Linked DNA regions of Oryctolagus cuniculus: region 2 is linked to region 1. The links are chromatin contacts, called in public Hi-C maps. All regions are on one chromosome and are shown on one strand. The core of a region is the stretch at or near the end of the contact, and the rest is flanking DNA. Distances in the headings are between cores, read along the strand shown.

Region 1 (6,989 bases), core at 1,472-3,971:
TCAGCAAGAAGCTATTTCTTAGGTACAGTAGGGAGTAGAAGCTGAGAAATAAGGCTGTCTCTACTCTGAATACTGATAGGACTGCTGACAGCTGTCCACATATGAGATGTTGTCATAAATCCTGCATGGTTCTTGATTTAAAGTGGGAGAAGGATATTTTTAAAATTTTCATTCTTACTTGAAAAGGAGAGAGGGAGGGGGGGAGAGAGAGAGAAAGAAAGAGAGAGAGAGAGAGAGAATGAATCTTTTTCTGCTGGTTCACTCCTCAGACGCGGGGGTTGAGCCTGACTGAAGCCAGGAGCTCAGAATTCAATCCAGCTTTCTCATGTGGGAGGCAGGGACCAAAGTACTTGAGCCATTATCTGCTGACTCTCATGGTGTGCAGTAGCCTAAAGCTGGAACTTGAACCTGGCACTCCAGTAAGGGATGTGGTCATTCCAAATGGTGTCTTAACGGCTCTGCCAAACACCTGTCCCTAGAGACCAATTTTTTAGGGTCAGGTGAAATGTTTTTGTGCCATGGCTATAGAGACCTCAATTCTTATTCATATCCTGGTGGGCTGTATGTTGCTCACAATAGAACATCAGGAATTCCAGACCTTCTTAGAACAGTACATGTTTTAAGAAGTTGTTCACTTGTGAGTAGCATAATAACAAACAAAAAAATATGATAACCTCACTCTACACTAAAAAAGCACTTATGGACATATAGCCCATAAGACTACATGTAAACGACCAACAGAGACCATAGGTTTCTTACAGCCTATGATATAATTTATAGGAGGAGTGCACCATACTTCAAAAACTCAATATAGACACTTAATATTTTATAATATCAACAATGAATAAGTAAGTCAAGGCAGCAGAAATTAAGACAGCCCTTGGAAGACAAGATTGCCTGGCTCACCACAGAACATAGCTTTGGGCTTCTCTCAAGAGTGCAGCTTCTGTTCTGGTGGCCTGGGCTTGAATCTGGCTCTCTTATTTTGTAACTGTACTTTGGGCGATTCCTTAACCTCCCCGCGCTTCCCCTGTGCAATGGTATAATAATGTTAATAACAGTATCTTTTTAGTAGAATTGTTATAAATGTTAACTTGAGCATTTTATAAAAAGCACTTAGAGACGTTGGTGTTGAGGTGCAGCACATTAAGTTGCTGCTTGTGACATCAGAATCCCATATGAAACACCAATTTAAGTCCTGACTACCCTGCTTCTGATTCAGCTTCCTGCTAACGCTCCTGAGAGGGCAGCAGATGATGGCCCACGTCTTTGCGCCGCTATCTTCAATGTGGGAGACGTGGAGTTCATGGCTCCTGCCTTTGACCTGGCCCAGCCTTGGTTGTTGAGGTCATTTGGGAAGTGAATCAGCAGATGGAAGGTCCTTCTCTCTGTGACTTCCTCTCTCCACCACTCTGCCTTTCAACTGAATTATTATTATTTTTTTTTAAGAAAAGCACTAGAGGGGCTGGCGCTGTGGTGCAGTGAATTAAAGCCCTGGCCTGAAGTGCCAGCATCCCATATGGGCGCCAGTTCTAGTCCCAGCTGTTCCTCTTCAGATCCAGCTCTCTGCTATGGCCTGGGAAAGCAGTAGAAGATGGCCCAAGTCCTTGGGCCCCTGCACCCACGTGGAAGGCCAGGAAGAAGCTCTGGGCTTCGGATTGGTGCAGCTCCGGCCATTGCGGCCATCTGGGGAGTGAACCAATGATGGAAGACCTCTCTTTCTCTCTCTGCCTCTCCTCTCTCTGTGTAACTCTGACTTTCAAATAAATAAATAATTTTTTTTTAAAGAAAAGCACTAGAACCATGCCTGGCATGCAGTAAATGCTCAGTGTTAACCATTACCATTAATCCTACAATCTGAAGACATTGCCTCAGAAGCAGTGAGACGTAGTGGTAGAGACTGTGGCCTTTGGGATCAGGGAACTTAAATCTCAGCTCCATCACTTATCAGTGGTGAGACGTTGAGCACGTTACTTACCCTATCTAGGCCTCCATTTTCCCATCAGCTTACCTGGATCATAATGGACATTGAATAATACAAACTTAGTTTTGTCTACTTGATCAGAAGCAAAGTATTTTCCTCTGAATTACTGGCAAAACGGAGGCAAAAGTATAATAAAAATTTTTGAAACTAAATTGATAATAGCCTTAATTGCCTTACTCATTAAAAAGGCCTTGATAACATCTTATCAGTTTATTCTCATGTATTCACTTTAAAAAATGCGCCAAATGACTCTTATTTATAAGTTCTTAAGGAAAAACAATAGTGTTTGTGGGGAAGAGGTAATATTACTTAAATGTTCTATGCTACTAGTAACAGCCTATAATTAAGGATGTTATAATCAAAGGAAAGAAGATAATTTCCCTTCACACAAAGTTTACTTGTTGCCTGGCAAGCAGAAGGCATTTCACTGCCATGAGATTCGAAACTCAAGATCAATGCTGCTGTGCCCAAGCAGGCAGGTGCATTTTTGCTGAAGTGGTGTTTCAAGGAGCAGGATGAAAGGGGCAGCTGCTTCAAGCAATCGATACCATCATCTACATCTACAACCAAGCCAGAGAAAGTGGAGGGAAAATGATGTTATGATCATTTTGATCTCTACATAATCTGCAAAATGAGTGAATGAAAATGGATTTTAACATTGCGTGCCTAGAGGGTGAAGTTCAGAAATGCAGACTTTATCTAATCTCTCTGAGCCAGAAAACAAAACACTCAATCCTTTGTACATCCGCTAGAACAAAGGAACAATGCGACTGGGAAGTGCCTGGGCTGCAAGAACCTGCACTGGAAACAAACACTTAAAGCCCCATTTATACTGTGATAAAGCCCTTTGCTGGCAGTTGTCCACTATTGCTGTGCACGCTGCAGACGTTAAAGAATCTTCAGACTTCTTTGTCATCTAGGCCCGATGAAAACTCGGCAGTATTAACATTTTTCCAGTAGTTTATAAGACACAAATCAGATAGTTCTCTTGTGGATGCTGATTTTGCGTGTATGTGTGCACAGGGTGTGTGTGTGTCCTCAGAAAAAGTTAGGAAGGCTGGAAATAATGGGGGAGGGAGACAAAAGGAGGGAGAAGGCAGACTTTTAAGGTTACTTGAAAATTAAAATATTACCGTGATCTTCTCATTATATGATTATATGACAGGTCATATATAATTAGAAAGTCCCTGGGGCCAGCATTGTGGCATAACAGGTTAAGCTGCCACCTGCAATGCCAGTATCCCTTATGGGCATCAGTTCAAGTCCCAGCTTCTCCACTTCCCATCCAGCTCCCTGCCAATGTGCCTGGGAAAGCAGCAGCAGAAGGTCTTTGGGCCCCTGTACCCACATAGGAGACCAGATAAAGTGCCTGGCTCCTAGCTTCAGCCTGGCCCAGTCCTGGCCCTTGTGGCCATTTGGAGAGTGAACCAGCAGATGGAAGTTCATTCATTTTCTCATTCTCTCTCTATTTCTGCCTTTCAAACAAAGAAATTTTTTTTTTTTTTTTGACAAGCAGAGTGGACAGTGAGAGAGAGAGACAGAGAGAAAGGTCTTCCTTTTCCGTTGGTTCACCCCCCAGTGGCTGCTGTGGCTGGCGTACCACGCTGATCCAAAGCCAGGAGCCAGGTGCTTTTCCTGGTCTCCCATGCGGGTGCAGGGCCCAAGCACTTGGGCCATTCTCCACTGCCTTCCCGGGCCACAGCAGAGAGCTGGCCTGGAAGAGGAGCAACCGGGACAGAACTGGTGCCCCAACAGGGACTAGAACCTGGGGTGCCAGCGCCACAGGTGGAGGATTAGCCTATTGAGCTGCGGTGCCAGCCCAAACAAATAATCTTAAAGTCCTACTTGACTTATGCAATTAATGATGATTAGGGGCTGGTGCTATGGCATATGGGTAAAGCCGCCTCCTGCAGTGCCGACATCCCATATGGGCACCAGTTCGAGTCCCAGCTGCTCTACTTCCCATCCAGCTCTCTGCTATGGCCTGGGAAAACAGCAGAAGATGACCCAGGTCCTTGGGCCCCTGCCCCCACGTGGGAGACCTGGAAGAAGCTTTTGACTCCTGGCTACATTTGACACAGCTCTGGCTGTTGTGGCCAACCGGGGAGTACACCAGTGAATGGAAGACCTCTCTCTCTCTGCCTCTCCTCTCTCTGTGTAACTCTGACTTTCAAATAAATAAATCTTTAAAAAATTTTTATGAAGATTAGGAGGAATCAATACACATGTGTGCATCTACAACTTTTCTGGTTTTCTCTAGTCCTCACTCTTTTACATGGTAATAGTGAAGTGTTACAAAATATAGGATTGTCAAAACCCATAACTCAGTATTTTAGTCGTAATCATTATGCCAAAATTTATCATTAGCTATAAATTTAAGACATTTTTGTATTTCTTGGTTCCAGAGAGACCTAAAAAATGGAATGCCAAGTCCTGTAGTATTCATCTGATGTTCTAAATTGAATCTACCAGCAGTAAGAAGTCCAGGGGCTAGTGTTGTAGTACAGCAGGTTGATCTGCTGTCTGCAGGGCCAGCATCTAACATGTGTGCTGCTTCAAGTCCTGGCTGCTCCACTTCCAATCCAGCTTCCTGCTAATGGGCCTGAGAAAGCAGCGGAAGAGGGCCCAAGTGCTTGGGCCCCTGCACCCTCAGGGGAGATCCAGATGAAGTTCCTGGCTCCGGCCTGGCCCAGCCCTGGCCATTGTGGCCATTTGGGGAGCCTACCAGCAGATGGAAGATCTCTCTCTATATATGTCTCCCTCTCTCTGTAACTGTGAAAATAAATAAATCTTAAACAAAAAAAGGAAGTTCCAGAATTTCATATGTCAGCTTGTTGTCAACCCAATTTTTCTGTTCTTAAAGCAAAAGACAAAGTTTAACAAACCTTCCTAACCAAAATGAATTCTTTTACATTTTTAAAAAATGAGACTTAGAATGAGAGTTCTACTTATAATGACTTAGTTATGCTAATGATACAAGCAATACTTACTAATTTGTCATGACACAGCCATTAAAACATTAGTATATTGATGTAGAAGTTTCCAGACTGTTCAGAATTTGAAATGAGTATATTTATTTTGGAAACAAATTCAACTTTAAATCTATGAATGGTGCCAAACACCTTTCTTGAAGGTGTGTTAGCACCACATTATACCTGTGTAGGATCTGGTAGTGTACAATGTACTCTTTCAGCTGGAATAGGGGCTCAGAGACACTAAATGACTCACTCGTGTTGGATGGGAGTAACAGGCAGCACTACTGAGCTTCTAATACCTGGCTCCACATTGCATGTACTTTCTGTCACACCTCAGCTGTCTTGCATGGAAAATTATGTCATGAACTGCATATTTTGTCAATCAACAAAAAAATCAAAATGGATATCTAGGAAAATTATAAACAAATTGACAAAATTTTTCTGTTGCTGGTTTGGCTCATGTGGTATAGTCAAAATAAGTAACAAGAGAAATGAGAGCTAAATAATTTTACAGTCATAAATATTCCTTTGATGTCTTAAAATTTTTTTATTTGCTTATTTGAGAGGGAGAGGGGAGAGAGGATAGGGGAAAGAGATCTAGTCTATCTATCTGTATAGAGAGAGTTCCCATCTGCTTGTTCACTTGCCAAATATCTGCATCAGCCAGGGTTGGGCTGGGCCAAAACTGGAAGGTGGGAACTCAATCTGAGTCTCCCATGTGGGTGGCAGAAGTTCAATCACTTGAGTCATCATTGCTGCCTCCCAGGGTCTGCTTTAGCAGGAACCTGGATTCAGGAATGGGAGTTGGATATTGAGCACAGGTACTCTGTTATGGGATGCCAGCATCTACCACTAGGCTAAATGCCTACCCCTTCCACTGGTCTTTCATAAATCATGTTTTTCTTGTCTGTTCCTTTGCTTCCCTAAGTTTATTGCATTTGCCTCGGGTCCCCTCATCTTGGGCTAGATTACTTCAAAAGTTTTCTTATTTTCTATCTTTCCTAAATGATTTCTTTGTACGTCTCTCTCATCTGTCATCTTCATTCCCTTGAAGCAGTAAGAACTTCTCATGAGTTCCCACTTCAAGACAAAGTCAAGACTCAAAGTCTTCTCAAGCTAGGTATTAAGCATTTTAGCAACCCTATCTTTTACCACTGTCTCCCTCCAGTCCAAGAGATCTTTTTTTCAGTAATCATAGAACCAATTTCTGTAAAAATAAATTGGGATACCATTCTAGTTAAAAACAGGGTGGTTAGAAAGCTTGATTATAAATTGCATTTATATAGCAGTTTACATAAAAATGAGCTATTTATATAAAATAACTAGAGATTTTCTCTTGGAAATCAAGGTGGGGTTTGGCAAAAGCCAAAATCACCCCTTGGAGAAGGTTTTGAAACTGAAAAAAAAAAAAATCAAAATGGAAAAGGAATTGCTCACAACCTCTAGTTAAACTCATTTCCAGAGAGGTAATTTCCTTCACTTTGTTTTTGTTGCTTTTTGACAGTAGTCAATGTTCTAGCATACTTACACTTGATCTTAGCCAAAAGGCTGAGAAGCAATCTAGCCTAAGTTAAAAATGGTGCACTAGGAGGCCAATTTTGATGTCAGAGTTAGACCTGAGTTCAATTCCTGACACTTTTATTGTAAGGGTAGCTTTAGACAAATTGTTTAATCTCATTAATCCTCAGTTTCTTTATCAGTAAAATGTGACTAACCTGCTTTACATAATGGCAGGTGTAAAGAGTTACAGATAGACCATTAACTTCAGCCCTGGAAACATGGTAGACCCTCAGTAAGCAGATGTTGGCATGGGTATTGATGTTCCTTTTTCTGTTAATAGTAAATACAGCTTTCCCTCAATTTATGGGGTAGGATCATATTCTAATAAATCTGTCTTAAGTTGGAATTATCATAAGTCAAAAACACATTTAATACACCAAACCAACTTTACTTCATGGCTTAACCTCATCCATCTAAACTTGCTCTTGCCTACAGTTGGGCAAAATCATCTAACAGAAAGCCTGTTTTAA
Region 2 (6,989 bases), core at 2,916-5,415, 55 kb after region 1:
TCTTAATCTTTAGCCACTGATGAATTTAAGATGGAGTATAAAATGTGTTTATTAGAATCATGTTAAGATAAAAGTATGTATCAAACTTGTACTTGTTTAGATACAAGATTTTTTTGCCACAAAGTTTGCAAATGTTAACTCTTCTGCTTTTTTCTAGAAATTATTTTTTTGCAACATACAATATCAGGTGTGTTTTGGATATAACATGTCCAGTACTTAATTGCAAATGGTCTACTTTATGCACTTTACTTTTGAATGAAGTCATCATTGGGCATATTTTTGTTTGATGGTCAAAGGAAATAGTTTTCCCATGAATTACTTCTGTCGTGATTAACCCTCTAGTGAATCGATATCCACTTTTTTAAAGTTTCCAATTAAATAATCTTTTGTTAAATAAAGTTTAACTGGCACTTGAAGATGAACCTCTCTTTCTATACATAACAGTATAACTATATTCTCTAGTAAATTTAGATATTTAATTGACTTTTACATTTTTATCTTCTCTATCAATGATAATAGGGAATATAACCCTCAATTTCCATTATAGAGGAGCCCACTGCATTTTATTGGCATGTAATTAAAATGCCTGTTTAATTTCTTTTTTTTTTTTTTTGAGGCAGAGTGGACAGTGAGAGAGAGAGAGAGAGACAGAAAGGTCTTCCTTTTACCCGTTGGTTCTCCCTCCAATGGCCGCTGCGGCCAGTGCGCTATGGCTGGCGCACTGCGCTGATCCGAAGCCAGGAGCCAGGTGCTTCCTCCTGGTCTCCCATGTGGGTGCAGGGCCCACGGACTTGGGCCATCCTCCACTGCACTCCCGGGCCACAGCAGAGAGCTGGCCTGAAAGAGGGGCAACCGGGACAGAATCCGGTGCCCTGAGCGGGACTAGAACCCGGTGTGCTGGCGCCACAGGCGGAGGATTGGCCTATTGAGCCACAGCGCTGGCTACCTGTTTAATTTCTGAAAGACTGACAGAAAATTGTCTAAAGATTAGCACAGTGGAAAGATATCAATCTCAAACATCTACACACAAGAAAAAGATCTAAGGTTATAGTGAACATTAATCTGAAGATGAAATTATGGATCTAAATTATCCAGGGAGCTTTAAAAAACACATCAAATAGTATGTGCAAATCTGGATTTCCTGAAACAGAATCTTAGAAGTAATTATTGAGGAAGAGATGATGGGGAGTAATCCTGGGAATTTATGTTTCTAATAGACCCTCCCGTTGCTCCTCTAGGCGATGCTCGGGCAACTGGTATAATGGGAGCCACTGGTATAATGGCATGTTCATGAGAAAGAGTTAAGGAATAGAGTTCTCATCACAACTCTGCTACTAACTTATCTGCAAGAATTGACTTAACCTTGACTAACTTCAGCCCTTTTAGTGAGGCACTTCATTTGTAGATATTCTCTCCAGTGATCTGTAGGGTCTATTTGTGATTCTGTTAGTTTATCTATCACAACTTCCTCAAGCAAATCTCCAATCAAAGAGTAAACTTGCAATAAAATGATTAACTGAAAGATCAAACTGCATGTATATTCCAGAGACAAAAATTCCTAGTTTAGCACTGAAACATGTGCTGTTTGTACATCAACATATTAGTGTTTCTACGTGTTCATATTTGAATCCATTAAAGCCAACTAAGAATCTGTTGCTGGTCAACAAGTTAGAAAAATCTGTGGGTGCTCATTTGACTTTTACCATTTCCAAAGTATGTTAACTTCAAATGAAATCTGCCCTCAAACATCAATACAAGAGGTTTTCAAAAGTACAATTTATGGTCTTTCTGGGAAAAAGCAGTTTTGATGTTTTAAAATGAAAGTTCATGGAGAATGTGTATCATAAATAAATTATGCATGGATTTCAAGATTTTGGCACCAATCTAAACATATCTTTTAATTTCATTGTCCACAAACTTTAAGTATCCTTGTATCTGTGATGATGTATTCCCTACCATCAGAGAATAGAAATGTCAAACAATTTCCTGATTATTGACTTTTGTCATTACATACGTCTGTTCTGTGTATATGCTTGGACATAGGTGCTCACATCTAGGAGTACTTAATCATAGTGTCTGTCATAAAGAGAAGATCAAGAAATACTGGTTGGATTAACAAAAGCATCAAGAGAAGAAAGGAAGAGTGGGTGATAGAGTAAAGTTTGGTTTGTTTTCATGAGAGTTCCATCATTGGGCACCACACAATCCACTTTCATCAGCTTAGGAGTCTTCCATAGGAAATATGTTAGGGCATGTGGACCATCCATGAATGTGTACAAATAAGATATTTAGCAGAAGGACTTTGCAGAATGGGTTCTGGAAGGAATCGCTCACCTTTTTTCAAGCAGAGGCTTCCATTGACCAATTTCCCCTCTGTGTTGACATCTATTTTCATCCAACTATGGAGATATTTCTTGCCCTTCTTGACCACTACCCTGGGGCCTTGTTTCTTGAGAAAGAAAGAGGCGTTTTCCATCTCAAGGTACCCTTCCTGATCGTAGCAGGTCCAGTGGGGTGCCTGGGAGCAGAGGGTGACGATGGCTGTTCTAGAGGGGCCACCAGAGGCACTGGAGATGCCCAGGCACCGCGCAGATTTGACGTGAAGGAGCTTCCCATCCTCAGTCCACTGCCACTGCTGGTTCTGGCTGGTCCCATTGCATGAGCCCACGACCACTTTCTGATTTATGAAAAGGCACTGTTGTTTCTGCACATGGACAATCTGAAACCCCTCTGAAAGATGAAAAGCTCATCAAATACTGTATAGTAAATTCTAAGATCCACTGAAAAACAAAACACCCTATCCACAAGTCATCTAACTGAACATCCTAGGTTCACTTAGATTTGCCATGGCTGTCATTCCAATTGAGTATTCCCAGAGAGTAACACATGTGACTGAAAATCCCAAAGCTGACAATGTAAAATGCCAAAATGTCACACTTTAACTCTCCCTTCCCTTTTTAATTTTTTAACCTTTCTTATGATTTAATGAAGAAAGCATACCTTCCTTGAAAAAATGAAAGGAAGCTTGGAAAAATAAAACCATCCAAAGAATATGGCTTTCCTTTGGAAAAGCAAAGACAGTCAAATACTGTGTGATTTTTCTATTTTAACCCAATTAGTTAAATATGCTAATTACAAAAAGCTGAATTCCCCCTTTAACCATTTGATTCTCTCCGTATCACCTTCTTCCCTATTGCAAAAACAAACCAAAAAAATCAAACTCTTTCCAATCCTTAAATTCACATCACAATAAATATTTGTATATGAAGGGCATAGTATGGACTTTTTTTTTAAATTGGATATATTTATTTTAAAGCACCTTCTCATTATTCCAAGCACACCATTCTATCTAACAAACAACCAATGAAAATGTTGGTTATCACAAACTAAGTTTCTCATTGTTCTGGAGAGAAGCATTTGTTTTGTGACAGTGTCTACAACTTTTCCCTCAAACACTAACAAATTCTTTAAAAATCAGCATTTCATGATGTAAGCAAACCAACTGTTAAATATCAGCATTAAAAGATGAGATATGCAGCCTCAGAAACCATTTTCAATGAGCTTTTACTTAAATTGCCCAACTTTCCACAGAAATATCCATTCCTTCCAAATAAAACACAATTCCTGCCCCCTTTAATCATATTTCTTACATTTTCTTTAAGACAAAAGAAAACAAAACTATAACTTGACTGGGAAAAAAGCATGCAGCGTGTTACAGGCTGTTAACAAAAATCACAAGAACTTTCTCCTCAGAGTTCTTTCTGCTATCATGGTGCCACTTCAGGGGCTGCCCAGGGCACTTTGGAGGGACACAAGCAGAGCGTTATTTTCTTCAGGAGAGAAATCTAAACAATCTGGGCACAGCTGGCCCCTTGGATTCCCCCATCTCATCGTCTTTGGCTAAACTGTCATGGAGAGCTGGTTCCATGTCTGCCTTTTTCTAGACACTTTTCTAAGGCCAGGGACTCCTCTGCCAGACCTGGGAGAAATACCTCAGGAAACTGAGGCAGAGCCACTCACCCAAGTTCCCGAAGATCAAGCAGCTAAGAATCGCCATGTAAAATTCAGCCTCCATTTTCCACTTAACAACGGTTCATGCTTCGCTTGGGGGGAAAAAAAATTCTCCCAGATAAGAGAAGCAAAGGCTAGGAAGGAAATGTGCCTTCATGGTGGGGGAAAAGTCAGTGACGAGCACTTCCTCCAATTGAATTGTTTGGGGAAGTTTTACACCAGTGTCCTTTTGTCTGTTTCCTTAGAAAGAAGGGATTAGCAACAAAGCTCTCTCTTGCTCTCTCTCTTTTAAAACACAGATCTAGCCTCCAGGAGCAGAATCAACCTCATAAAATCTTCACCTGCCTATCTGCTTGGCACGTGACTACTCCTTAACCTCGACAGGGGAAAAGGGAGTTGCAATCATGGGTAATTGGATGTTCCTAAACATCTCTCCAGGTGATGCGACTCTGCTGAAAGAACACCAACCATGTAATTTATGAGGGTCTATGACAAGTGATAGAGACAGAAACATGTACTCTTTGTGTAATGATATGCTGGGAGTCTGTCAAGGAGAACCACATAATGATGGCACTTGGAGATCATTGTCTCCCAAGAGATGACAATATTACATTTTGAGGAGATGGGACGATGCAGAGACCAAAATTAAACCCATCGCATTCTCTACTTTAGGCTTCCCCAAACCAATGATGGCTTCTTTTCAAATAAGGGAGGAAGAAAAAAAAGAATACGCTTTAGTCCATATTTAGTATTAAGAGTAGTTTATTGGCAGTATCAAAGAAAGTCAACATTGTTGCAATAAAAATTCATACTTGAGCAGAACATCTAGTGTTTGCTGAGTGTAGTTGTTTGAACTTTGTATCTGGAGGATTAAAACCTTTCAGAAACTTAAGGACATACATGGCAGTGTCCTTAGGAAGAACTTCTGGAAATGGGACAGATTGCATCATTCCCAAAGGCACCTGCCTTTGACTGGGAGAGAGAGTCCAGGTAGAGAGCATATTCAAAAACCTCTTCTTAGTAAAAGAGAGACAAGTATTTAAAATTCTTGATACTTCATAGTTGTTACAAATTTGTGTTTCTCTTTAAAGTAAAATGCCTCATGATGTAGAAATACATTGGATCGAGTTCTGGAGCAGGAGCTACCTCTATGCTCACTAATAGATAGTAAATACATATATATCCAATGACAATCATTGTGCTCTGTAGTTGACAGGAGGTACTGTAAATACACATGTAGTAGGTAATAATATCAAGACATATTTCCATATAAAATAGTTACTGCTTTTGATTTCTTTTTTCAAAAACAAAACTTACTTTTTAAAAATCCATTATGAATCACTTGCAACTTCAGCAGCAAGATTCTGGTAACTGAGAAAGGTAATAGCACTTACAACAGGAACAGTTTAACAGTTTAGCTGACAGTCCATTCACAAGACAGATTTTGCAAACATTAAAGCATCTAAACACACAATAATAATTAATAATAATTTCTTCAGCAGCTCTTCCAGTCATCACCTGATGACATGGATCACTGGATATTACATACATACATTCTGTGTGGCAGATAGTCACAGACAAAACAAGATCTGCCTTAGGCTGTGTGAGAAATAGCTCATACCTCCATCAGCATAGGACCTTCAGAAAAACTTGAGGGATGCTTACAGATACATTCGCATACATAAAGGGCTGGCAATCTTGAACATGTTGCCAAGTCTTCCATAATCCTGAGCTCTGGCTTCAGAGCTTAGCTTTCCTTCCACTGCAGGAAACTCCTTTCAGTAAGTTGATTAATCACCCTGGGAGACTGGTGGTCTGTTAAGTCTTCAGTGACTCACTGGACAGTTTCTGCTGAAAGTCTGCTCTCGTACAGGCACAGAGCATGGTGCACAAATTCATACTGCTCACTGGTTTGGACCATTCCACCCCTGCAAGGAAGAGATAATAAAAATAAGCCTGTTTTGCTAACATCCTAGAATCTCAAGTAACATAGATTGTATTCAAGATACGATGTTATTTCAAGGACACACAGAAAAGCTGACCTAAAGATTCTTTTGTTCTCCCTCTTACCTGTATCTAAATGTCTCAATTAGTGAACTGAATACATATAAAACACTAGTATGTTAATAAATATAAAGGTTTTAACACCATGCCTGGTACATACTAGGCACTTGATGAATTGTGCCGGGGTACCATTACTGGGGAGGTGATAAAAAAATAGCCTAATGGTTAAAACTTGGGGTTTGTAACCAGCCAGGCTGAGTTTAAATATCTACTTTGTCAGTTCTCAGCTGTGTGATCTTGGGAAAGTTCCTGAAGAACCTCTGTGACTCTGTTTCCTCTTTTGGCAAAGCAGGAAAGAACAGGAACAGTGACTACTTTGTAAGGTTGTTGTGAGGCTTAAAGGAACTCAATGTAACTGGAGTATTAATATTACTGCTTAGGTGCCTTGTCATGTAACTTATGCTTATACATTTGTAATAAAGTTGATTGAAGTAGGTTATCCAAACAAAACTGTGCTGTAATATGTGGCTTTCTACAAGGATAAAGAAAGTCCATCCTGAAATGGCCTATGGAAACAGAGGCCTTTGGGTGTGATGGGTATCCAAACACAATAGTGGGTGGGTCTTTAAATCTGCTGGAAAAAGAGGAACTGGTTCCTGCTTTTTTCCTTTTCTTTTGCCCATTATCACTCCTGGCTGATCAGCATCCTTTTTGTCATTGGCTTAGAAGGCAGTTGCTATCATGAGAAAAAAAATGATACTTTCTTATTACGTTTTCATATATACAATACATGGGTCACCTTTTGCTCCTTTGTTATTACGATTCTTCAGCTTGGCCAGGTTATTAGACATTATTGTAACTAATTTGTCCTGCTCACTGAATAACAACCTCACTATTATAGTAGTAACAACCTGAAGTCCAGAGAAGTCCCCGTAACTGCAATCACAGGACTGATTCTATGTCTTAGTTTAATT

The links. Hi-C and Micro-C count contacts between places; a contact is called where the count stands out from the background.
Region 2: a contact with region 1 is called in a Hi-C map of an unstated tissue, with 1.6 times the contacts expected there. The contact joins the promoter of PTPRB here to the enhancer-like site in region 1. A contact is called at or near these places in 3 of 6 Hi-C or Micro-C datasets (ear pinna, psoas muscle and an unstated tissue).

What each region holds. Positions count from the first base shown.
Region 1 is chr11:73,123,225-73,130,213 of mOryCun1.1, forward strand. All of the region lies in intron 4 of PTPRB (protein tyrosine phosphatase receptor type B), which reads right to left. Among named protein-coding and RNA genes, the nearest start is that of PTPRB, 54 kb to the right of the region's middle. Within about 2 kb of position 2,722, at least 1 of the 8 cell types and tissues checked has an H3K27ac peak or open chromatin away from gene starts, as enhancers often do.
Region 2 is chr11:73,177,042-73,184,030 of mOryCun1.1, forward strand. PTPRB (protein tyrosine phosphatase receptor type B) reads right to left here and starts at 4,166. Exons shown (of 34, transcript XM_008256785.4): 1 at 4,021-4,166; 2 at 2,335-2,730. The coding sequence starts at 4,075. It overlaps PTPRR (protein tyrosine phosphatase receptor type R), which reads right to left. Exons shown (of 14, transcript XM_008256786.4): 14 at 4,756-5,939. The coding sequence ends at 5,846.